2 separate regions of the Sus scrofa genome follow, and region 2 is linked to region 1. The links are chromatin contacts, called in public HiChIP or PLAC-seq maps. All regions are on one chromosome and are shown on one strand. Each heading gives the region's core, a stretch centred on a gene start, on an enhancer-like site or on the middle of the called end of the contact. The rest is flanking DNA. Distances are from core to core; before and after follow the strand shown.

What was found. HiChIP or PLAC-seq counts read pairs in DNA pulled down with a chosen protein or histone mark.
Region 2: a contact with region 1 is called in an H3K27ac HiChIP or PLAC-seq map of skeletal muscle, with 3 times the contacts expected there. The contact joins two enhancer-like sites. A contact is called at or near these places in 3 of 47 Hi-C or Micro-C datasets (embryonic fibroblasts, epiblast stem cells and skeletal muscle) and 1 of 2 datasets of contacts at active chromatin or transcription factors (skeletal muscle).

The regions. Positions count from the first base shown.
Region 1 is chr12:31,607,726-31,614,729 of Sscrofa11.1, forward strand. All of the region lies in intron 2 of HLF (hepatic leukemia factor), which reads left to right. Among named protein-coding and RNA genes, the nearest start is that of HLF, 22 kb to the left of the region's middle. Within about 2 kb of position 2,361, at least 42 of the 83 cell types and tissues checked have an H3K27ac peak or open chromatin away from gene starts, as enhancers often do. A contact at or near this core is called in skeletal muscle, where this site is marked.
Region 2 is chr12:31,795,802-31,803,152 of Sscrofa11.1, forward strand. No RefSeq gene overlaps it. Among named protein-coding and RNA genes, the nearest start is that of MMD, 76 kb to the left of the region's middle. Within about 2 kb of position 1,615, at least 3 of the 83 cell types and tissues checked have an H3K27ac peak or open chromatin away from gene starts, as enhancers often do. A contact at or near this core is called in skeletal muscle, where this site is marked.

The sequences.
Region 1 (7,004 bases), core at 1,111-3,610:
GCAAAAAAGGAAAACCCCAAGGCCCTGCACTGGCTTTGATGCAGCTTTTCTAGAAGGGCAGTGGCCAGCTATGTTCTCGGTTTGCACCTCTGGGTGGCTGGATTCCGGTTTGAAGGAGCTCTCCGTGCTGTAGGTTTCACCTCAGCCAGTTTCAGTGGATTAGTAGGTGCCTGGAATGTCATTTCAGAGACCGAAACGTGGTCTGGGCTCAGTGGAAAGAGTTCTGTGATTGATGAGGAATGTCTGCCCTGGGCTTAGTTGGGACCGTTATTTGTGCCAGGTATTTGCTGTCCTGACAGAGCAGGTTGAGAAGATCCTTCAGGACAGTGGCCCTCCAGTGGGCAAAAGATCAAAGAGTCAGGCCAGTGCTGTTTCCGGTGTCCTGGAAAAGTGTTTTTCCAAGCCCCTGGCATGCACTCTTTTGCTCTCAGTGGGAGACGCAGCCTGGTCGGCTTCCCAGATGGAGGGAGGGAAGTCCGTTGATTCTGCACCGTGGTCCCAGGACAGGAGTTATGAGGTCGAGGGAAGCGGTGATGCCAACAGTCCCTGTCAGGTGCCTGCGGATACTCCAGTGGAGCACATCCTAGGGGTGCTTGCTACTCAACAGAGGCAGCCACAAACCACAGAGCCTGGCAAGCTGTGTGGCCAGTGATCATGCTGCGGACTCCCTGGAAACCCGGCCTTGAAAGGACCAGGAGTCTGGGCCCTCGTACTTCACACACTGATGCCTGACATTTAAAACACAAGTTCTGTCACTTTCCTTAAGAGGGCATTGAAGAATTTACTCGTCTACTTAAAATTGGGGATGACCCTCAGTTATCCATGCAAGTCATTCTGAAGCTTATTTCTCTTCGGTTTTGGAATGTGCTTTTTTATGTTTTTGTACTGTCGATCTGCTTTCCTAGTGATGTTTGAACTCTGCGGATTTTTCTTTCTGTAAAGCACCCTTGAGGGGGAGTGTCGTACTTTTCACAGCTGTCCCAGTATGTGTCCCCTAGCTAGCCAGGTGGCTTGGAGACCTCCTAGTCCCCTAACTTTAAATCCATGAACGACACCAGTGGATTAATAATAGTTGCCATTTGTTGGGCACTTACTGTGTGCTCCCAGGCACCTGGGTCGCTATGACAAGGGGTAGGTTGCAGGAGGGGTTGGAGCAGTGGGTGAAGTGGGCTCAAGGTTAAACATTGTCAATGGAAAGTCTAGCAAAGAGTTCCCTGAGAGTGGACCTACCATCCCCTGCTACTGCAGTTTCCTGCTGTTTCCAGTGACTGCACTTGAGCTGTGCACACGATTAACTCAAATATCCTGAGGCTGATTAACCGGTTTGCAGATTAACCAAGGTGAAGGCTCACCTGGGCCTGGGAGGTGCTCATCAACTCAGCTGCCCGTAATTAGCTGGCTATGGCTGATTGCATACCCCATGGTCAAGGACCCTGAGGGCTGGGCTGCTGCTGCGCTGGGGGGCGGGGGGGGGGGGGAAGAGCAGTGTCTTCTAGGACCTTCCACTCCCTTCAGCCAGAGGAGCCCGCTGGCTCTTAAACTCCTGCAGTCTCCAGCCCAGTCCCTGAGAGGTTCAGAAGCTCCTGGCGACCTGGCACTCGGCCTCTGCCCCCCCCCCGCCCCCGTACCTTCCAGCCCTAACACTCTCCAGATTGGGAAGATCCAGACGGCTGGAGAGCACCGTAACTTGGAAAGTCTGGGGATGATGGGATCTAATATGTTGAAAGGGGCCCAGAGAGCAGAGCTACTAGTCCCCACTTTCCTCCTCAGCCTATGACCGCACCCCCTCCACTTTGCTGCCCCAAAGATGTAAATGGACAGGCTTGAGACCCTGAGCAGTGACCCCCTCCTGGTGTCAGAGGAGGCCAAGGCCACAGTTGTGATAGAGTGGGAGCTGCCCACGAATGCAAGCTCTTGGAATTATGTCTGTTTGCCACACCTTCCACCAGACCAGAGTACCCACAGTTTAACCCAGGAGCCAAATTCCTGCCCTACTTGGGGTGATCTGTACCGTGGGTCAGCTCCAAATCTTGAGAAGGTGTCCCTGGAGGACTTGCGCCTGTGACCTGTGAAGAAAGAACGAGCCTTGGCACAGGATGGTGTTTGTCTTTGTGTCTTAATCAGTGTTCACCTGCGCCCTGACCCGCCTTCCACCTCTGACCCTGTGTTCCTTCAGCACCTGCCGGGCCTGGATGCCTTTCCTCAGTACAACCAAGTTTGCCGACACCTGCGGTCCCTTCTCAGCCAGGGCCATGGGTTTCCTTGGGTCCTTCTCGTTGGCTCATGTTTCCCCAGGGCTGCTGGTGTGTACAGTCTAGAGATCACATTTTATTAACACAAAGAAATCTGCTTGGGCTGCCTGGCTCGCGCCGTCACATGGAGAGAAATGTGCTCCTTTGCTTCGCCAGCCTGCAGCGCTCTGTGCAGAATACAGCCGAGAGCTGGGCACCGGGCCAAGCTTACATTTCACTTTGGAACACACTTTCGCATCACTCCTTGGCAGAACATCCACGGCGGTGTCTATTTGGGGAGTAAGTTAGCGAAGTGTTATTTCCCTCTTATGAGTGTCGAGAGATGGGACCTTTAAAAAAAAAATGCTTGACTTTTCTCCGCATTTATTGTCTTCAAGGTGCCCAGGGAGTCAGGGGATCTTCTGAGTGTGGCAGCAGCACCAGAGAGAAGCCCTCCCCCACCCCCAGGCTCCCTGTTTCCTAAATCAGTAAACACAGCCAGGACTGCCTGGGACAGAGAAACTTAGGCCAAGGTAATAACATCAAAACCAAAGTCCTGGAACCCTTGAGTAAACTAGTTACCCTCCCAGATAAAACAACTTTGTTGTCCAAATCTTCCTTTCCAGAGATCTAAGACTTTTCAAATGCTGGTCCAAGGCCAAGCATTGAAGGAAAGAACTTCACCAAGCCTCCTGGAATGGCAAACACTGTTAAAATAAACAAAGGAACCTCTTCCATTCAGTTTTCCCTTACTGGTCTATTTTTATTTCCTTTTTTTTTTTTTTTTTTTTCTCCCTTGTACTTTACCATTTTGTAATACTCTCCCTTCTCCACCTCTGCTCCCATCTCCATCTCACTCAGGAGCCAAACTGATCATTTTGCCTTTAATAACACAAATATCTAATTTCAAAAAGAGGAATTGGGTGTTCCTGAATATAATCAGTTCTTACAGGTGGATGCCTTAAGCCTGACTTGGTTTTGAAAGGAAATTTGGTTCTGAAATTTTAAAACCTTTTTGGGAAAGATTGGAATAGTTAGAAAACAAAGATTTTTTTGGAATAATGCTGACTCCTCTTTTCTCAATGACATAGATCCATCTTGAAGCACAAAAATTGAAAACAAACTCTTCCTCATTGTGCCAACCTATAAATTCCATGGGGATTTCCCAAGTGCCAAGCCTTGTTCTGACCTAGTGTTCACTGCTTTGGGATATTGCTTTTGCCATCAGTCCCATCCAGCCAAGCGACAACTTATCAAGATTTAAAGAAATTTTTCTCAGCAAGATGCATTTGCCAGTTTCTGCTTCATAGGACGCGCCACCCACAGGAAACCTTCCCTCCCCCGTTGAGAAGGATGCCCAGAACTGTGGGGGGACCAGGTTGCAGTCTCCTGCTAGTCACCTGGTGAAGCTTTTGCTTACTCTGCAGAAGGGAGGTGGCAGAAACCCATTCCACTTGTCTCAGAAACCTGCAGGTGATTAGCTTTAAAAAAAAATGATAAGTTCTGGTAGGGCTGCAGAGGCCTCAGCTCAGTGGGGGGTGGAAAGAGTGCTACTTCACAGAATGAAACTGTTGCAATCACATCCGTCATTTCAGGTGAGGTCAGATAAGGTAATTGGAAAGATAAAAGTCGTCCTGCAGTTTCAGAGAGGTCTCCTGAAAGTGTTGAGAAATGGTTGAAGTTCAGAAGTTTATTTGAAGCTTTGTTCCCCTTCCGCTTATAAACAAGACAGGTATTCTTTAGTCACACTTTTCTTTTTGATGGTCAGAAGTCATGGCCGGCGACTGAGACGGTCTGATCTGCTGGCCGTGGCAGGTTTGTCGTGTGGATCTTCCGCTTTCTGCATTGGTGGAGGTGAATGAATAAGCTTTGGCTAGCTGCCACCTGCCACTCAGCAGGACAGCACCTCGAGGCTTCTCCCCTCTGCTCTTGCTTGGGGAAGTGTTTGGGGAGTGTAATTTCATGTTATAGTTAACTGAAGCAATGCACAGTGCTTTTCTTAGCGCCTTATCATGGCAGGACACTTGTCACTCAGAATTGACTCTTTTGGGACTACTTTGAAAATCGGTAGGTGAAGTGGTTGGGCCTGAGTCTGGCCTGTTCTTGTATTAGTGCAAGTACTTGAATCCTGCAGGGTGGTTGTTTTTTTTGTTTTTGCATAAAACAGGTGAGGGTGTGTTGACCCTCATCTTCCCCAAAGCACTTGTATGGACTCTGCCGTCGGCTGGCAGGTGTCTCAGAGGCAGGGACAGGGCTTTTCTCTCCAGCACCTAAGCCCAAGCTTTACACTGTAGTTGGTGAAAGTGTTTCCTCAGTAAACGTTGTTGAATGATTGAAATAACAAAGACATTACTTTCCTTATATTTAAAAGAGTCCTTGTGCTCACGTTACCTTCAGTGGGAGAGCAGAGTGCAGTTCATCGTGGCGAGTCTCTGCAAAGGGTCAGGAGAGCTTGATGAGCCCCTTGGGGCAGAGCTCAGCAAGGCTGGTCTCCGAGGAGGTGACTTGCAGACAGACCCCTGTGGGTGGATGTGGTCCCAGGGCCAGGGCTCACCAGGAGGCCTCAGCGAGCTGCTCTTCCATGTCAACATCTAGCTGTTTTTTTGATCAGTTGTTTCATAGCCAAGGATAAAGAGTGTTTTCAGATGAGAGATTGCACATCAGAGTGGTTACTGACTCCTAATTTTCCATCTTCAATGAGAGACACAATTGGAAGTCAGCAGCTCCAGCCTGTACGGTAGTCCCAGAGCACCTGTGAGAGTTCTTAAAACTCATCTAACGGGAGTTCCCGTCGTGGCGCAGTGGTTAACGAATCCGACTAGGAACCATGAGGTTGTGGGTTCGGTCCCTGCCCTTGCTCAGTGGGTTAACGATCCGGCGTTGCCGTGAGCTGTGGTGTAGGTTGCAGACGCGGCTCGGATCCCGCATTGCTGTGGCTCTGGCGTAGGCCAGTGGCTACAGCTCCGATTCAACCCCTAGCCTGGGAACCTCCATATGCCGCGGGAGCGCCCCAAGAAATAGCAACAACAAAAAGACAAAAGACAAAAAAAAAAAAAAAAAAAAAAAAAACTCATCTAACAGGTTCTTGGTTGGAATTTTAAGTGAGTAAGTAGAGAAATTCCATGTTGGGCTGGGGGAGGGGAGGAATGGAAAGGGGTGTAGATTAAAAAAAAAAAAAAAACTTATATTTCTTTGGATCGTAGATGCTGGAAGATGCCTCTCTGGGTGGCAGGTTAGGGTATACCTTTCTTAAGCATAGGATTTGGTTTATGGAATGGTGCTTTCACCCTTGGTAGCCAGCGGGTTGGAGTCACTCAGATGTACGTGGTGCTCCTGGAGAAGAGGGGGCCTTGGTCCCCTTTCCGTCCACACCAGAGGCACCTGCAGCCCCCACTGAGGGGTCTGCTGGTGGTGGGAGAATCCTCCTGGCTCACTGCTCCCACAGCAGAAAGTCAAGAGCTGGAACAAGTGATGGCTGGATTCTCCCTGAGCAGAATGCATTCTAAGCCCCTTACCCGCTCTGTGCGCAGGGAAACAAGTGTGAAGCTTCTGGCAACACCCATTGATGCCTGACCCTTCCTACATGCACTGGTGCTATTCATTTTACCATGTCTCACTTTGCCATGTAGAATGTTGGGGAAAATAACCTCCCTCCTACCAGGGTAAGATTGCAAAGGCTCTGGAAAGAATAGTGCAGAAAATTATTCAAACAACTGAGGCGTATTTTCAGATTTAAAATATTAAGACATACATACCAAGCACCTTTCTTCCATTATCCAGAATTAACAATTTGACATATTTACCATATAAATATTTAAATTTATCTATATATTCGTCTATGAATGTAAACATTATAGATTAAGTTGGCATCTGGGTGAACTTTTATAAAAAAAGAGCTGTGTATAAATTTGTAAGGCAGATCAGAAATAATTCCAAATCTGCTTTCTCAGGTGTGAATTCCTCCTGCCCCTTTGTATTAATAAATAAGCCTGGTTTTAGTCTAGTTAGAGAAGAAATCCAGGCTGGTTCATCAGAACACCGCATTCCCCTTGGTTAGACTTTGACAGAGGGTGGGCAGGCAGCTCTTTGGCACAGTTTCTGGGTGTTTCCCTTGGGAATGTAAGAGGAGGATCCCTAAACCCCAGGACAGGCCACAGCAGAGTGATCTTCTTCCCTGGGTGCTAAAGAAAAACAGACAACTAACTACACAAAACCAGCATTCAAGGAAGGGCGTGGTGCAGCCTGAAGACAGGTGTCATGGGGGTCCCGGTTCTGTGTGGCAGCCGGACCGGGCAGTTAACCAGTCACCATTGTGCCATCTGCCTGGTGAGATCCTGAGAGTCAGGCAGTCAACAGTGTACAGCAGTTTTTCTCTGAACACAGAGTTCCCCTCGGATGGAGAGAAAAGAAACCATGCAGAGACACCTAACCCTTTTCTAGTGCTTCCTGTAGCCTGGGCACTAAGCTAGGAGGTTTGCATGTGTTACCTCGTTTAAACTCAGGACAACCTCTGGGTACTGCTATTATTCGTACTGGGTAGGTGCTATTATTGTGACCCTTTCACAGATGAGAACACCAAGGCCCAGAGATCTGAGTAAAATGCTGATAGGAGCCCAGTTAGGAGACAGGGGCTGGCAGGTACAACCTCCCGCCTTCGTGCCAGCCTCTGTGTGCCAAGCTGCTGGCTTCACTGCTTCTCTGTAGGAGGCACTTTCCCTCATGAAGGTGGCAAACTCCTGGGACCTTGGAAAACCCGTGTCAGTCAGTACAGGG
Region 2 (7,351 bases), core at 365-2,864, 190 kb after region 1:
GGTTTTTCAGGTGCTAAAGCCCCCACTGGGTGGAAGAAGTCAACTGTATGCAGCCCACAAGCATGTAGACCCCAGACCAGTTGGAATCAGAAGGTTGGTGATGCTGATGCCCAGTGACATCCCCATCAATCAGCAAAATGTCCAAGAGCTGATCATGCCCTGCTCCTCACACACCGTAAGACTCCTCACTACCTCCTCCAAGGTGGGGGGCCACAGTCATTGAGGCACTAGCCTGCTGTGTTCCCCTCTTTGCTGGGCAGTTAAAACTGCTTTTTCTGTTTCCTCCACCTCTGTCTCCTGGCTTCTATTTGGCACTGCTGTACAGAGACAGCAGAGATTTCAGCAACACTATGGGGCATTTGAGGCCTAATCAGAGAGATATTCCCTGGGCTCTCAGTTGTGTGCACACTCGCTCACAGTACAGCCATTCTATCTGCTGACCCAGAACATCGGCCAATACAGATAAATATGTGCTGCATGTAGCAGTTGCATTTCTAGGCAACAAGAAGTTATTTCTTAAAACACCAAAATAGTTTTTTGTATTTTAACTATTCTGGATAGGCATTTTTCTCTGATATGACACACTGCCTTGCTTCTTCAATACAATGCAACATTGTATTGAAAGTTTTAGTAGTTTTAATTTTTAATAACTTCAGAGGTTAAACATGTCAGAAACTTACAAAAAAGTCTTTAGAAGTTTAATTATTTTACAGTTGAGGATATTGAGGTTCAGGGAAGTGATTTGCTTAGGGTCAAGCAGATGGTAAATGATAATAATAAGAGTTCAAGCCAAGTTTTGAAGTCTAATCTAGTTCATTTTCATGGCAGATACTGACTAGATAGAGAGGAAGATGAAAGAGGTCTAGATGTCATAGATGCTAGAAAAAGTGAGAATGGCAATCATCCTAAAAACCCTATGCTAGCCATCTATGTTTTCAAAAGTCCCCTTGACCTAAAAATTTGTGCTGAGAGAACATGACTCCACTTCTCTAATCCACTGCCCCTCTTGACTTCCCAGTCTGAATCTACTGAAAGGTTCACCTGGGAGCTTCTGGAAAAATACTGCCATGATTTTTTTCTTTTTTTCTTTTTGCTTTCTAGGGCACCTGCGGCATATGGAAGTTCTCCGGCTAGGGGTTGAATAGGAGCTGCAGCTTCCGGCCTACACCACAGCCACTGCAACACAGGATCCTTAACCCACTGAGTGAGGCCAGGGATTGAACCTGCATCCTCATTGTTACTAGTCAGGTTCATTATGGCTGAGTCACAGTGGGAACTCCCTTCCACGTATTATCACCGAGCAACCTCAAGATATTTTTCCCACTTGTACTAGGTCGAATATACCTCTGTCTAACTTCACATACTTTTAGAAATTCAGAATGGGACTTTATTTGGAAAGAGGGTCTTTGCAGAAGTAATGAGTTAAGATGAGGTCATGGTGGATGCGGGTGGGCCTTAAATCCAGAACTGGTGTCCTTAGAAGGAGGCGATGTGGAGACACAGACACACAGAAAGGAGGAGGCTGCATGGAGATGGGCAGAGATTGGGGTGAGGAAGCTGCCAGCCAGCTAGGGCTGAGCATGTCTGGCAGCCACCCGAAACCAGGAGAGAGGCTCGGGGCAGGTTCCCACAGAGCCTCTAGAAGGAACTGAACCTGCTGACACCCTGATTCCAGGCTTCGAGTCTCCACAACTGTCAGAGAATACATTTCTGTTGCCTTAAGTGACCCAGTTTGTGGTAGTTCATTACAGTAGGAACAGATACACCCGCTCTCTAATGCTTTGAAAAAACCAGGCTTGGCTTGGAGCGCACTGAGAGGGAGACAAAGTTCACTTTGGACAGACCTCCCTCCGCTTCTTTTTGGTACTTGCACCTCTAGCTCTGGTTTGGTTGCTTGCTCTTTAAGCTCAGGTAAAGTCTCCATGGAGAAAATGCCAGAGAGGAAAGAAAATTCCTGTAGGTGTTTTTTTTTTTTTTTTTGTTGTTGTTTTGTTTTTCTTCTTTTTAGGGCATCACACGTGGCATAGGGAAGTTCCCAGGCTAGGGGTTGAATCAGAGCTGTAGCTGCCGGCCTATGCCACAGCCACAGCAATGCAGGATCTGAGCTGCATCTGTGACCTACACCACCTTACCCCACTGAGCGAGGCCAGGGATCAAACCTGCATTCTCATGGATACTAGTCGGATTCATTTCTACTGCACCACAATGGGAACTTCCCCTGTATGTGAAATTTGCTTTCAGAGCTTCCAGTGTGGCTTATCGAGTTAAGGACCTGATGTTTCTGTGAAGATGAGGGTTTGATCCCTGGCCTTGCTCAGTGAGTTAAGGATCTGGCATTGCCAAAAGCTGCAGTGTAGGTGGCAGATGTGGCTCAGATCCAACATTGCTGTGGCTGTGGTGTAGGCTGGCAGCTGCAGCACCAATTTGACCCCTAGCCTGGGAACTTCCATATGCCACAGGGGCAGCCATAAATAGAAGAAAAAAAATTGCTTCCACTAAAAAAATAAACACACAAGACCTTCAGTTAAAAATCAAAACTGGTTGACAGCCCCTGATGTAGCCTTTTATCTTCCCAGGGAAATTCCTCGGAAGGTGCAGAAAAATAGAAAGATCTATGAAATAAATAAAAAAGCGGTGTAGCAGGGGATGATATTTTAAAGAGGCTAAGGTATTGCTTCTCCCTTCTCCCCATCCCTAGAATTATTTGAACTCATTTCTTTTCACCTTCATCATCCAGGATTTCAGTGAATCTCGGGAAGGATACATCCTGGAAGAGTCACATTCATTATTCTTGAGCTTCTTTGTAGACGTCTGTAAATTTATACCAAAGTCTGTAGGCGGAGAGCCAGGTGTTGCAGGTAGAACAAAGGCCACTTTTAAAATGATAAAATATCAGCTTTGTGTATCGAGAGACCACAAACATGGATTTATATCATAGGCCAAAGTGGAGGAAAGAGAAAGTGAAGAAAGTGAGCAGCTTTCCTATCTAAGTCAGTCAGGTGGAGAGGGAGATTTCAGGGGCAGGTAGCAAGAGCCCTTCCCTTCCCCCACACCACCTATTGGTGGAGAGACTGTAGAATTACTCCACGGCAGAAAGGCTTGGGATTTAATTCCACAGTATGTCTCTGGGAGAGTGTCAGATGCTTGGAGAGGCCCTATGCCCTATGTGACAGTGAGTGGCAGTGTGCAGGAATAGTGGAGAGCAATTTCCAAGAAAAGTGGCTAATTATTTAAGCTGGGGCTACTTTACAATTGAAGGCATATCAAGATGGTCAAGGAAAATAGCCAAGAGTTTCCAGGACATCCGAATGGGATTAAGATGTAAGAGTTGAGAGACGTCTGATTTAAAAGGGCTTATAGTTCTACCAAAGGGCACTGGGTGAGCAGATTGATGGCTGAGGGCCTGGAGGCTTCGACATGAGCAGTGATGTGGCTGATGCAGAATCTGATGCGACACGAAGAACAGACTGGACAAGACACAGGGACACTGAAGACAAATGCAAATAGGTACCCCACATGCTCCTTTCCCTAAAGCTGGGTCCTAAGACCCCTGGAATTTAGATGTTTCCCAGAAAGGAGGAGGGAAGAAGGGGCAAGGGGGAATCCAGAACTTGAATGGGTATTTACTTCCCCAAAGATGAAGCTTTAGATAAGAAGTCATTGAGTTGGTTTTTATTGGCGAGGCTGAATTTTCACCATTGGCAGGTATGGGGATTTCAAACTATTTTACTATCAGAGAAATGAAGGAAAATGGGTTTGGTATACTTGAGTCAGGGCTGTAAGTTTTACATAGATTTAAAATAAATTGGAATGACAACATAATACCGGAATTTGAGAGACTCTTACTAATTATCAGGTAGATGGAGCTGGATTTAGCAGTATTTGTACGGTCTTCCATGCAGGGTATAATCAGGACTTAAATTATGGAACAGAGAATGTTTAAGGATAGTTGGGCATTTCTACAACCAACTCCACCATCTGCCCGCCCCTGTATATAGATCCAGGACACATCAAACCTTATTTCTCTCCTATCCTCAGCATTTTCAATCCAAGAGAAGTGAGTAGAGAAGAAGGGTGTTTTGGTGATGGTGATGCCTTATGTCATGGGCAATTCCTCACCAGTTAATGACAAAGGTGCACAATGTGATGGTTTGACATAAATGTCAATTATATCTCAATAAAACTGGAGAAAATAAAATAAAATAATAAAAACAGAGAGAGAGAAAAAAGCAGAAGTGTGAGAAAAGGCACAGTGGGAAGGAGAATATTCCATCTCTATAACAAAGATGTACTAGATTAATGAAGGGTCAGATCACAGAGGGCTTGGTGAGCTACCCTGAGAGAGTTTGTATTTTATCCTAATTGCCGCAAGAAGCTATCAGAGATTTAGATAGAGTAGTGACACTGAGCACACTTACTCTTGGAGAAATTCTCTATGGCTGATCTTCAGGAGTTGAGTTATAGCGAGACAGGAGTGGGAGAAGAGGGATCGGAGGGGGGTTGTTGCCATGTTGTGGGTGAGGTGTGGTGGCAGCGGGGACTGGAGTCTTGGTGGAGATGCTAAGAAGTGGCTTGGATTTGAAAAATATATGTTGCACTTGCTGAGCATGGGATGTAAGTGATGAGAGAAGGAGGCATTTGGCCTTAGTGATGAGGTATATATGGATACCATATATGGGGTTTCCACTTGGTGATATGCACACGCCTGGTTTGGGGGTGAATCAAGAGTTCTCCTTAGGATTGGATAAATTTGAGGTGCTGAGGAGTAGCTGGATGTCTGGGTCTGCATCTCAGTACAAAGGTCTGGGTTGTAGGTACAGATTTTTGAGTTAGCAATCTACAGGGACTGTTCATAGTGACAAAACTGGAGGAGATGACATTGGGAGGCAGTGCAGATAGGGAAGAGACGAAGGCTAAGGACAGGGTCCAGAGTATTCCAACACTGAGAGAGCCATCTGGGAAGAAGGAGCCGACAAGTGAAACAGAGGCACAGCCAGTGAGGTGAGAATGAAGCCAAGGGAGCACGGTGTCTGGGAAATCCAGGGAAAGTGGGTGCAAAAAGGAAGTAGCCAAGGAAGTCAAAGTGATTGGGCAATATGAGAACAGGGAATTGACCATTGTTTCCAAGACTTGATAAAAACCCAAGTTTTTCCTGGAGGATGGGTATAAGGAAAGAAATCTCAAAAAGTAGGTTGAGAAAAGAAGGTAAGAAAGTAGATGCCCCGAGTATAGATGATTTTGAGGAGTTGGGTTGTGAAAGATTGCAGAGAAAGGGAAGTAGCTGGAGGCCAGTGTGGGAGTGAAGGGTTAAAACAAAGTTTTTTTATATGAGTGATATTAAAGCATCTATGTGAACCAATGGGAATTATCCAGTTGTGAAGGGGCAACCCAAGAGAGAAGGGAAAATTATAGGAGCAAGTTCCTTGAGTGGGGATGAGATCCAGAGTAAACATGGAAAAAATGGTCCAGCGAGGGGCCGGGGCAATTCTTCCATCGTTTCAAGAGAGAAGAAAAATGGGTTTTGAGTGGCTTTAGTGGTAGGAAGATGAGGTTAGTGTCATTTGATTCCTGAGCTCTGTTTTGCTTTGTTTTTTACTCAGGAATGAGTGAAAGTCATTAGCAGAGATTGTGTAAGGGACATGTGGTTGAAAATCAGGAGAAGTTTTGAAATATTTATGTTGGAGAAAGAGAAAACAAATATCCTAGAGAAATAGGGTCGGCGTGCTGGGCAGTGCTGAGTTGAGGTTAGTCATTACGAATTTAAAGTGAGATGTTTGGGAGTTCCCTGGTAACCCATAGGTTAAGGATCTGGCATTGTCACTGCTGCAGCAGGGGTGTGATCCCTGGCCCCAGAACTTCTGTATGCCAAAAAAAACCATGAACTTTAGCTCAAAGTAGGTGGATAATTTGGTTAAGAAGATTGGAGTTTTAAGAGGGTGAAAAAAGAGGGTAGGAAACTTCTAGATCAAACTTCTAAGATGGAGGGAGAAGAGGACATAAGAGCGGGTGGAGTGGTGGTAAGTGGTAAGGTCAATGCAGTGGTCCCTAGGTGGTCAAGAGAGGCTTGGAGCAGAGACCTGACCTGAGCCCATCCCCTGGGAGGGGTGGAGGTGGTGGGTGGAGAAGCGCATGACTGACATTGAGATTTAGCAGGGCGTGTTGTTATCAGTGATGAAGCCTGAGAGTGTGGATGGCCGAGGTGGAGTGAAGGGCACAGGCTCTCAGTTGAGTAGTAAAAAATTTCCCAGGGCAGAGAACTGTTCAAATTGCCAAGAAGGTCAAAGAATAAGAGTGAAGAGAAGGAAGCCAGCTGAGCTCTAAAGCTCTTGATGAGCAGGGAGTGGTCAGGGAGTGGCCAGATGACAGAAAAAAGGAAAAGGTGTCAGGGGGTCAAGTCCAGTGGATAAAGGGGAAAGATACATTTAGAAGTAGCAGTTTGAGAGTTCCTGTTGTGGCTCAGCGTGTTGAGAACTCAACTAGTATTCATGCGGATGCAGGGTTTGATCCCTGGCCTTGCTCAGTGGGTTAAGGATCCAGTGCTGCTCCAAGCTGCAGTGTGGTTCTCTGATGTGGGTGGGATCTGGCATTGCTGTGGCTATGGTGTAGGTTGGCAGCTGCAGCTCTGATTGGACCCCTAGCAGGGAACTTCCATATGCTGCAGGTGCAGCCCTAAAAAGAAAAAAAGTAGCACTTTAGGGTAACAAATCTTTGACTTAAACTATAATCCTGAAGTATGTGGGTATATTGCTTTCCTGTGGCTGCTGCACAAATTGATACAAATGTTGTGCTAAAACAACAGAAATTTATTCTTTCACAGTTCTAGAGGTCCAAAGTCCAGTCAGTATAACAGCCCAAATCAAGGCAAGGCTGCACTCCCTGCAGAAGTTCTAGGGGAGAATCTGTTCTTGTCTCTTTCTTCTCTCTCTTTCTTCTCTTGGAGGATCCTGGCACTGCTTGGCTTGTGGTCACATCACTCTAATCTTCAAATACTACTCAGCCATTAAAAAGAAAAAAATAATGCCATTTGCAGCAACACGGATGGAACTAGATACTCTCATACTAACCGAAGTAAGCCAGAAAGAGACAAACACCATATATATCATCATATATATCACTTATATCGGAATCTAATATATAGCACAAATTTACCTGTCTACAGATGGGTTATCATGGACATGGAGAACAGACTTGTGGTTACCAAGGGAGAGGGAGTGGGATGGACTGGGATTTGTTGGTAGATGCAAACTATTGCGTTTGGAATAGATAAACAATGAGATCCCGGTGTATAGCACGGGGAACTATATCTAGTCACTTGTGATGGAACACGATGGAGGATAATGTAAAAAAAAGG